Linked DNA regions of Mus musculus: region 2 is linked to region 1. Evidence: chromatin contacts called from public HiChIP or PLAC-seq data. All regions are on one chromosome and are shown on one strand. Each heading gives the region's core, a stretch centred on a gene start, on an enhancer-like site or on the middle of the called end of the contact. The rest is flanking DNA. Distances are from core to core; before and after follow the strand shown.

Region 1 (5,494 bases), core at 1,074-3,573:
ATGCAAGTACACTGTAGCTGTCTTCAGACACCCTAGAAGAGGGCATCAGATCTTGTTACAGATGGTTGTGAGCCACCATGTGGTTGCTGGGTTTTGAACTCAGGACCTTTGGAAGAGCAGTCAGCGCTCTTAACCGCTGAGCCATCTCTCCAGTCCCTGAGGGATCTTCTTGATTAGATTGTGGGGAACCTTCTGCAGAGGCTGAGATCGGAGGGGGTCTGAGGGAATAGTTTATGCGGTTTGCCTGCCTGTCTTGGCCTCTTGATGGTGAATGCTCTTTCTGCTGCTGGGATCCTTCACCGACATCAGGACCCAATGTCTTTGAATTTTCAACACGGACTGAAGACCAGTTTCTCACCGAGAATCCCTCAGCCCTTTGATGAAAGACAGGGCCTACTGATTCATCCAACCTCATGGCCTGAGCTTCTCTGACTGTATTGTGTAAGCCAATCTGATAAATCCCCATTGTTTTCTGTATCTCTGACATCCATTCTATTCTCCCAGTGAAACTTGACTAATACAAGGGCTGGCCTCCAAATCCAGGGCAAAGACTTCTGGGTCACACAGGTGTCTGGGACACTAGGACTAGAAGTTGAATTCAGCCAGGAGGGTAGGCAGTAGGACTGGATGATGACATTGGAATGTGGTCTCAGAGGGGCAGGGTGTCCTTCTGGGGTTGACTGGTCCTAGTGCGGGCCATGGGAGGGTGTGTTTGCCATTAAATGCTTATGCATTATCTCACTGGTCAGAGAACAAGACTGACTTCCTTATGTGCTAGGTCACAGCCTTGCCTTTCCTCTTGGAGGAGTTCCAGCTGTCATCTGTTGCGTCTAGAGCCCGTCAACATTCAGTTCGTGCTGTGTCACATGCAGGGGGCCAGTCTGAGCTCCTTTTTGGTCTCTAGGTTTACTGACTAGCAAGTCTCCCAAACATATCATGGATTTTGATTGTACAGAGGAATCTAGCTTTATTTTCCGCCGGTTGAGTTTTAATTTCACAGCAATGAGAGACTCGAAAGAGTATGGCCCCTAGCCGGGCGTGGTGGCGCACGCCTTTAATCCCAGCACTTGGGAGGCAGAGGCAGGCGGATTTCTGAGTTTGAGGCCAGCCTGGTCTACAGAGTGCGTTCCAGGACAGCCAGGGCTACACAGAGAAACCCTGTCTTGAAAAACCAAAAAAAAAAAAAAAAAGCATGCCCCCCCAGAGCGCCCCCTACTGGAATCTCCTGGGGAAAGAATGTTGAAAAATAAACGGCCCAGACCCAGTCATTGCAAAGTTGAGACATGCTAGAGTCCTCTGGGATGGGCTGATGCTGAAGTTTGGGACCCACTCATTTAGAAGGCAAAGTTGATAAGCAAAGACACTCTCACAACCTGCCCCTGTGCTATGAGGGACCTGCGGGACCTGCCTACCCTCTGCCCCCTCCACCCCTCCCTTTACCCTGTAAGGAACTGATGGGTGTAAAAATAGCCTCCACCATTCCAAGCACATTTTAAGCGAGAACTCATTTTTAAAAGTCACCTTCCTTTATCTGGGCCCTAGACACGATCCCTCTAAGGTAAACTTATGTTATCCAGGTGTAGTGGTGTATGCCTATAGTCATAGCGGTAGAGGCAGAGGCAGGAGGCTAAGAGTTCAAGGCTATCTTCAGCTACATATCAATTCTGAAAACAGCCTAGTCTACAGGAGACCCTGTATTAAAAAAAAACCCAAGATCATAATATATGATATATTTACGTCACACGAATTCTAGGCGCTAATTCTACTAATCAGTTTGCGATTGGTTGTTACGGTCAGGTGTGGAGGAGGAGCTCAGACATCCAGTTTCTGGAACTAGCAGGGATTGATAAAGTCCGACGTCCTCCTAAGACCTCTGTTCCTAAGAATCTGCCTAGCCAGACAGTTTCCCTCACGGCTTGGAGGCACTTGTTGCTAAATTGCAGGAAGAGGAAATTAAGAAATGCAAAGAGCTGGGGAAAGCGCCTCAGTTTCAATTGGGAGAGTGCAACGCTCGCTCCTCCCACTGGGATTCTGCCAGGTAACCCGCAGTTTTTCGCGGCCTCCCCTTCTTTCCAGTCCGCAGCGCCGCAGCCCCTTTAACAGCCCTGACCGATCGCTGGCCGATCCTCCAGGCCCGTCGCGGGCGCGCGGCACTGGCTGGATTGGTCATGTCTGGTGCGCGGCTGGCCCCGCCCCCTCCGCCCTGTGGTTGGGCGGTGGGGGCCGCGGCCGCGGGGCGGGTCCGCCGGCGGGGCGGGACGGCCGGTGCCCGGGGGCGGGCGGGCAGCAGCACGGCGGCCCCAGCCAGAGCCGGAGCTGGAGCTGGAGCAGGAGCCGCGGCGGCCGCCAAGTACGGGCGCCGGTGTAGTAGGATGAGGCAGCCAGCGGATCCGGGGTGAGCGCGCTCCGGGCCAGGTGGGGCGACGGGCGGAGCAGGCCCTGACTGGGTGGCCCGGCTACGGGACACCGGCAGCTCCCGCAGCCGTTGGCGCAGCGGGGCTCGGTCCCTTCCACACTACCAGGGCTCGGGACGCCGGCATGGGTGGCCCCGGGAGAGACCTTCCCTGCTTGGGGGCCGGGCAGGGCGGAGTCGCCCCGGGGCGGGAGGTGCAAGCCGTCAGGTCCCAGCCTAGCGTCCGCGGCTCGGTGTGGGTCCGGGAAAGCAGCATTCACACGCTCGTTGAAGGAAAACACTTGTCACCTCTGTGCGTGGGGCCCTTGCCGTCCTCCGCCCCCTGGGCCACCGTGGGAGAAGCTTGGGAATGGAGGAGCGCGGTTACTTTTGCGCGAATCTGTCAGTGGCTGTCGGCGCCTCGCTTGTTTTTCTCCCAACTCCTGGCGGACACCGGGGACCGAGGGGTGGCTTGTGTGCTTTCAAAGGGAGGTGGCGGCGTACCAAAAACCGGGGAGATCGGAAGGTTAACAAGTGACATTGGGCTGAGGCCTAACGCTAGCTGCCCCGCTGGGAGCATGGAGATGACGGTGGTGGAGACCGGGGGACCGATGCAGGGACAGGAGCTGCCGGCTCCATTGCACCACATGCCACTCCGGAGTGCCGACTCTACGCGCGGGAGTTGGTGCAAGGGAGTTTTTCCCCCACTGAAAAACGATTTTTGGAAAACTTAGCCCCTCAGTGGGTTGATGGTTACCTAAACCATCAGTTGTTATGGTTACACGGCATCAAATTTAAGGGCAAAGTCTGTTAAACACCCTCGCTCTTTTTTTTCCCCTTAGAGCTAAGGAGTACTTACTTTGTCATTAGATTTCATAGATGAGGAGGACATATTTTTTTAGAGTTAAAGGAAAAGTGTGACAACCTGAAGACACAGGTTGTGTCCTGTTCCGGTGTGAGGTCCAAATGTCTTGACACCATTGCTCAATTGAGAGGAATTGTCTTTTCAGGAGCTAGATTAAATCCAAAGAGAAAGTGAATTGTATGTGGAAAATAACAAGGGAAACTGAGGGACAAGTGATCTCTGGCGCTTGGGGAAGGGAGTTTGAAGGGTCTGGATTTATTGGCCGGTGAGAAACGTTTCTGTTAGCTTTTCCCAACCCTTAAATGGTTTCAGTATCTTTTCAGAGTCTTCCAAACAGATAAATGTCTTCAGGCTACGAGAATGAAGCCAGAGTGTGGCTGATCTTTGCTCCTTGGGCTCCCAGGGAGGGGACATGAAGGCTTGGAGAGGGATAGAGGAGGGCTCTGGGGGACTGCACATCCTTGTACGTGTGTCTTCAGGAAAGGAGATGAGCAAGGAGATTCAGATTAGAACGTGGAGGTGATGAAGTTCACTGACAGGTAGTAAAGGATAGGCGAGGAAGGACAGTTTGGGCTGAGTGGCGAGAAGTGAGAGCTGTAGCCGATGCTAGACCACTAGCCGATGCTAGACCACTGTATGTGATTAGAGGTTATGTTCTTAGACTGCTTCTAGGAAAGGCAGCAAAGGTTAGGCTGCCCCCAACCTCCTATGTGTGTGTATGTAGTATGTGTGTATTATGTATGTATGTATGTATGTATGTATGTATGTATTTTGAGAAAAGGTCTCTCATATCCCAGGTTGGCCTTGTTCCTAGCTGAGATAGACATTGAATGTCTGATCCTTTTGCTGCCAGTTCCTGAGCGCTAGGGTTTCTGTCCTGCGTCTCCACACCAGGTTTGTGTGGTGTTGGAATCAAAGCCAGGGCTTCATGTGTGGTAGGCAAGCCCGCTACCAATTGAGCCATCTCCTCAGCCTGATGACACTAAGACTAACTGTAGGATTTTATGAACAAAGACATTGCCCAGAGTCAAAAATATTTATTTGATAACTTTTTATTGAGAGTCTGTGATGTGCTAGAATCTGCTAGGCTTTGTGGCTGTGGTAGGGGTGGAGGAGGAGGAAGGAGTTCCATCAAAGTCAAAAGCTCTTGTTTTCTGAGGCCCTTGAAGTAGGAAGAGAGAAATATACAGAATGTTACTCAATAAAAACAGAGAGGGAGAAATCTTTCTGCCTCAGATTACTTTGATAGCAAACTGAATCTTCAAAGGCCAGTTTCTGTGTCAGGTTCAATACAAAATTATATTCATCTTTATGTTTGTTGGCCAGTGTCTTGATGTTAGGCGTCTTGTCTTTCCCTTTTTCTTACGAGTTCATTAATTCACAAATTAGGAAGATCATTGCAGAATGCTGCCCTCAAGGTTTTCTTTCCATCCTTTTCCTTTTTTCCTTCAAGGAATTCTGTCTCCGGTTTGACCCTTAGTATCTTCTAAGAGTCCCACTTAGGGCTTGTTGAGGTCACAGGGGTTTTGGATTCTTTGATTCTCTCCCAGAGCAGAAGCTGACTGGAGCTGAAGAGGTGGGGCTTTGGTCTTGTCTTGTCTTGTCTTGTCTTGTCTTTCCTTTCCTTTCCTTTTCTTTTCTTTTCTTTTTTTTTTTTTTTTTTTTGACACAGTGTCCTGAAACTCTCTCTGTAGGCCAGGCTGGCCTTCAGCTCAGAGATCCACTTGCCCCTGCCTCCCAAGTGCTGGGATTAAAGTTGTGCGCCACTGCTGAATAAAGGTGTTTTTTCAAGTCGTAGGTCTTTTTGAACCCAAGACCTGCTTTTCCCATTGTACTGTACGGCTTTGCTTTTCCTGGAGCCAAGTGGAGTTTGCGAGAGTTAACTTAGGGCAGCGTCCATATGACAGGTCAGGCTTGGCTCTGGCTAATGAGCTGCTGTGCTGTGTCTGTGAACAGTCAGCATCTGGTGTCCTGCCTCTGTGTGGTGGAATTTTGGGGCGGGGTGGGGGTGGTCCTTAGGAAGTCTGGGGGAGAGGTAATCCAGCTTTCTGGGACTGCATCACCAGTGTGTCTGCTCACCAGCTTGGTGACCTTGGGGAAATTGCTGTCTTTGTGTACCTCAGTCTCTTCACCTGTCGAGACAGTATTCACGGGCGTCGCAACACCAAGACAATGCAATTTGTATCACTGTAGTGTTCATGACAACAGCCAAGATTTACAGAGCCTTACAGTGTGGC
Region 2 (5,494 bases), core at 1,082-3,581, 62 kb before region 1:
CTTCAGGCTGGGCAATGGCTGGTTCTGAGCTCCTTCTTTAAAAAAAAATTCTTAGGGACTCTGGAGGAGTTCAGTGGATAGATAGGGAGGCCTTATCTTGTCAGTGTAAGGACTGGAGTGTGGGTCTCAAGAACCCACATAAATACTGAGTGAGTGTGATGGCCCTCCTGTAATTCCAGTATTCCTCAAAAAACAGACAGGGGCTTCCCAGGGCAAGCTGGCTAGCTAGACCAGCCATGTCCACATTCAGCCTCCATGAATATGGTGAAGAACTGTTGTTTGTATTGATACTAGATTTTTTTTTCCATACACTATATTCAGTTTTGTTTTGTTTTGGAGACAGGGTTTCTCTGTATAGCCCTGGCTGTCCTGGAATTCACTCTGTAGACCAGGCTGGCCTGGAACTCAGAAATCTGCCTGCCTCTGCCTCCCGAGTACTGGGATTAAAGGCGTGTGCCACCACCACCCGGCCATTCTCTCTCTCTCTCTCTCTCTCTCTCTCTCTCTCTCTCTTACTCTCTCTCTCTCTCTCTCTCATTAGAAAAAAAACAGGCATCCGTAAAAAATGAGGTAAAACACAATACAATAATGAACAAACCAGAATAGAGGAAATCAAAGAAAAGCTAAGGAATACACACACACACAGACACACAACCACACACACATACACGCAATCACACACACATGCATACATGCACACACAGAAGTCCCATAGAGTCACAAATCTGGGGAACTATTGAGAAAGATTCCCAGTCTTTCTCAGACCTCCATACATGTTAGTCCTCCCAAGACATACAACCACTGCACACATACCATACATACATACATACATACATACATACATACATACATACATATATACATACAAAAGCAAACTCAGGACCATCAAGGAAGTGGCCTGAAGAAGAACAAGACAGATGTGCTATCACTGTGCAAGAGATAGTGGGTGCCAGAAATGGATGGTGTCTAGGTGCACATCTGAGATCCATCACAGCTCGTGGCCAGGATTGGGGAGCCAGAGTCCCTATATTTCTTGCTGGAGTAGCTGCATGGACGGCTGTGGTGTTTGAGGATAAGATCCGGTTTGACTGGGTTAAGTCTAAGATGCCGGTGAGACACCCTAGAGTAGGAAGCTCAGGGGTCTGGAGCTCAGAGGCAAGCCAGGACAGATGAAACTGTAGAGTGATCAGTATCAGCTGTCACTGGTCCAGCCTGGGCTTCGACTGCATCCTGGGCTTGCCAACCCAGGTAACATCTTTCTTCTTCCTAGAGGTAAGGGAAGGTGCTAGCTTAAGGGTTGAATGGCAAGATCAGAGCCGGCTACACCATCCTTTCTGTTCTGGACTGCTGCATTCTACCGTGGTGGGGGAACACTGACAGCTCCAGGCACAGGGGACCAAATCCCTGCTCTCTTGTCTGTACAGAACATCCTCAAGTTGCCTGTCACCCCGGGCTCGGATACCAGGCTGAATCCATCCTCCCACAGTGGTCCAGGCCCAGGTCTGGGCAGGCAGCAGCCTGAGGGTTGTGCATGATACTTGTGTGGGAGCGCGTGCCTGTGCGCTGGGAGTTCCGAAAGCTGAAGAGGGAAGAAGGAAGCATCACTGGCCCTGGGAAAGGCTCCATTTCCCTTTTGTTGGGAGAGTGTCCTTGTATCTGGTGTTCTTTTGCTTTCTTGAGAGTGTGGAAGGATTGAATAGAGGAAGTGTGGCAGTTCCTAGAATAGGGTGGGACCGTGGCAATTGCCTCTGGCTTCCCTCGATAGATTCTGCAGCCGTCCCTTGCAGCCAAGCTATCAGTTACATTTCCCAGCTTGCACTAGTTGCCCAGTCAGGGCTCTGGGGAAGATTCTAGAACAAAGGTCGTTTGGGTGGCAAGGGGAACTTAAGAGGATACAAATTGTGTTTCCTCCTTGTTGAAGAAGGACAGTGAGGAACTCAGGTCTGGACCACTGGTGCTGGCCCCTTGTTCTCCCCCAAGCAGGGACAAGGGCATTGATTGCTAGGTGAAGAAAGAAGGGCTTTGTGGGTTCAAGGTCAATGATGACTAAATATGAGCTAGTGCCTGCCAGCCTGGTCCCCTGTTCTCAAGGTCTCTCATCCTACACAATTGGAGGAGGCTATGGGGACCGGGTCCAGATCTAACCCTGGCTGGCAGCTCACCAAGTGGTCACTGCGGATGGAGGAGGACGGGAAGGAACTCATTAAATCCCGATTTGCTGTCTGTTTGCTCCGAGGCTAATTGCTGGGAAAACCCCATGACGTTGGAGCCGTCTCTTTCTCTGTTAGCACAGAGAAAAACAGAAACCAAAATAGAGACCCATCAGGAAACGCCTCTGACAAGCAGAGACAAACAGCTCCTGGCCTGGGCTAGTCTTTAGCAGGCAGCTGCTGCCAAGGAGACATGAGAGGGGGAAGGGCAGTGAGCAGCTGCACCCTGCTCCTCCCCTACCCCCGCCCCCACCCCCTCTTACTGAGCTGGGCAAAACCAGGGGCAAGCATAGACCATGCAGCTCAGTCTAGAAGTGGAAAGCATCCCTTCCTGACTTGAGGTAGGCACAGCCTGAAGCCGCTGAGGTCCAGAGAATATCAAACTGTTGCCAAGGAGACCAGAGAGGTACCTGGAACAGTGGAGTTCACAAGATGTCCAGGCTAACCCCACCCATGTTTGGCTGCCCAGCCCACCCAGCCCTCACCTCACCCTCATCCCAATTCATGTCCCTTCTATCCTAGCTCCTTGTTAGGCTAGGGCAGAGGAAGGTCTAGACTTGCTTCTTATGGACGACATCTTATAGCAGTTATCACGCAGTTATTTTTAGCTGTGTGTGTGTGTGTGTGTGTGTGTGTGTGTGTTGTGTGTTAGGATACACCTGTCTCTGAGTACATGCAGAAGTCATGGACTCTAATTTATGTCAGGTGTCTAATTTATGCTCAGTCTCCCACTACCTTATTCTTTTGAGACAGTCTCCTGCTGATCCTGGATCTAGGCTGGCAGCCAGCCAACCCTAGCAGTCAGCCCTCTTACCTCTGCCCCTAACAATTGCTGGGGTTATAGGTGCCTACAGCTATGCCCCAGATTGTCTGGGATTTGGGTTCAGGATTCCAGCTCAGGTTCTTACGTTTGTGCAGCAAGTGCTCTTACCCACTGAGCCATCTCCCAGCCCTGTGGTATTTGTTTGTTTATTTGTTTGCTTGCACTGGGGCTTGAACCCAGAGCCTTGCACATGCTGAGCTGGTACTGTATCACTGAACCACATCTTCAGCTCATTAACATTCTTGGCACATCTGTCTTCCCTGAAGCCTAGAGCACCTGAAAGCTAGAACCGGATCTACATTTTCTTCTTTAGTGGTTGAGGTCACATAGGAGATGTGTACAGTCGTTAAATGGATCTCTTGGTGTGTAGAAGGCGTCTTGGAGACGCCTGGAGTTTCAGTCTCTGCTTGCATGGGATCCTGTTGTTTCTCAATAGTTCTCTTAGGCAGATGTCTTTACACTGGGGAACTGGGATCTCAGCTACTTTACTGACCTCCAACTCCTGCCTTGGGAAGTGACTTTAATTCCTTCTGCAACGCCTTCATCATTCTGGGTGCCCCAAGTTCTGCTGTGATGATGTGGACCACTCCTGGCCTTTCTCTGTCATACAGGATTTATACAGCCACCCACATCCAGTGTCTAATGAGAAACCTAGACTTTAGTCCCACAGCCTACCTACCAGTCCTGTGGCGTGCTCCTTATTACATAGACAGGAAATCTCAGGAAGGGGCTAACTGTGCCTCGACCTTCTGAAGTTCAAGGTCGGCAATGCTTCAGGGCCTGGGCTGATGCTTTTCCTTCATTACCTTGCAGACAATGCTAGGGATAGCCAAGACTGACTGGAAGACTATGCAAAGCCTGACTGGTGGGGTGGGGTGGAGCCTAAGCTGGGCCTTTGCTCTATAAGACCTTGGGAATCCACCAGGGCAGACAACTGTGGGAACAAAGAAAGCAAGCATGCTTTGGGTAAATGTCACCAAACTGCTCTGGGGTCACAAGAGCCCATGGAACAGCTCAGGGCACAGAAGATGCAAATATTGGGGGTATATATGCATATGGCTGTTGGGGTGATGCTGCAAGAGAAGGAACCGCGTCAGAAATGGAAGGGCTCAGAGGCCAGAGAAAGGAAGAGGTCACTGTAGGAGTGGCCTCACAGCAAAGTGAGAAAGTATCTTTGGTGTAGTTAGAATCCATGTGGGGCCCCAGGCATCTGCAATAAGGACAGCATGTGGCAGGACATCTCAGGCTCTCTGAGGGAGATAGGCAGAGGAGGGGGCTAGCCCAAACCCATCCAGCTGTGCAAGGAGACTTCCTGGTCTTCCCTGCAAGTATCAGAAACCTAGGATGTGTTCCGGTTTTGTCCTGCTTCCTCGGTGTCTCTAGATATACGTATGTCTGTATATACATGAGTGCATTCTCTGTGTGAGTCTGGATACTGTGTACAAGTATGTATAGTGTGTGCATACTCTGTGAGTGTACACAACACCTGTATATACACATCCTTGAACATATTTCAATATGAAATAAACAGGTAGCCTTGTCTTCTATTCTGAAGGTCTAAGCCAGAGAATTATGACACTGGCTATAGGTTCAAGACCATGCAGAGTACACCCGTGTACCTAGGCGTAATGGTGCAGGTCTATAATCCCAGGACTTGGGAGATGAAGGCTGGAGGATCAGGAGTTCAAGACCAGCCTAGGCTATCCAGCAAATTCAAGGCCAGTCTGGGCTACATGAAACTGTTTTAAGCAACAATAACAATACAAACAAAAAAACCCCAACACAGAACAAACTCATGCCAGGCCAGGCCCCAGCGTGCTTCACTTAGATTCTGTAGTGAGCCTAGATGTTGACACCAGAGGCAGGCAGCTCAGCAAGCTCTATCTGTAAGTGGCTGTTGTCCTGTCTGTATGGCTGCTGCTCATGCCAGACTCCAACCCAGACCTCAGGATCCAATTCTAATTCTTGGGATCCACCCCCCCCCCCAACTCCCAGTGGCTGTGAGGCTGTACATAGCAGAGCCCTGATAGGCAGGTCCTGGTAGGGCAGCTGACACAGGGTCTCCGTGGCAGGGAAAGGGGGGTGGGTGACTGGGCTAGGGACTTTGGGTCTGTGCAGAGTCTTCGTGCAGCCGGGCTCTTCACACAGTGGCCTACTGACCTACTTTCAGTGTCTAGGAGCCTCTGGTTAGGTCTGAACTTCTGAAGCTGGGGAATGATGATATACTCGGTGTGGGGCTTCTCGACGGGGCAGCGTTGGGTGTCGGGAAGGTACAGCAGTGGGCTAGCCTGGGGCTCCAAGGCAGCTACTGACCTGTGCCTGGTTCCCTTTCCAGCTCTGGGAACGAGAGCCACAGAGACGGTGTACAGTGAGATCCGGAAGGTCGACCCTAGTGAGTGAGGGGCCCCTGATTCCCAGAGTGGGAGGGTCTGTGCTAGAATCAGTAATGGGGCCTTGAGAG

Evidence for each region. HiChIP or PLAC-seq counts read pairs in DNA pulled down with a chosen protein or histone mark.
Region 2: an H3K4me3 HiChIP or PLAC-seq map of the SCID.adh cell line shows a contact between it and region 1, with 13 read pairs. The contact joins the enhancer-like site here to the promoter of Tex2 in region 1. A contact is called at or near these places in 4 of 115 datasets of contacts at active chromatin or transcription factors (the SCID.adh cell line, embryonic stem cells and pancreatic cancer cells) and 3 of 9 other capture datasets (adipose tissue, liver and pancreatic islet).

Annotation. Positions count from the first base shown.
Region 1 is chr11:106,609,759-106,615,252 of GRCm38.p6, reverse strand. It overlaps Tex2 (testis expressed gene 2), which reads left to right and starts at 2,323. Exons shown (of 12, transcript NM_198292.3): 1 at 2,323-2,395.
Region 2 is chr11:106,671,673-106,677,166 of GRCm38.p6, reverse strand. Pecam1 (platelet/endothelial cell adhesion molecule 1) reads left to right here. Exons shown (of 16, transcript NM_001305157.1): 14 at 5,369-5,425. Among named protein-coding and RNA genes, the nearest start is that of Pecam1, 41 kb to the left of the region's middle. Within about 2 kb of position 2,331, at least 286 of the 459 cell types and tissues checked have an H3K27ac peak or open chromatin away from gene starts, as enhancers often do. A contact at or near this core is called in the SCID.adh cell line, adipose tissue, liver and 2 more, where this site is marked.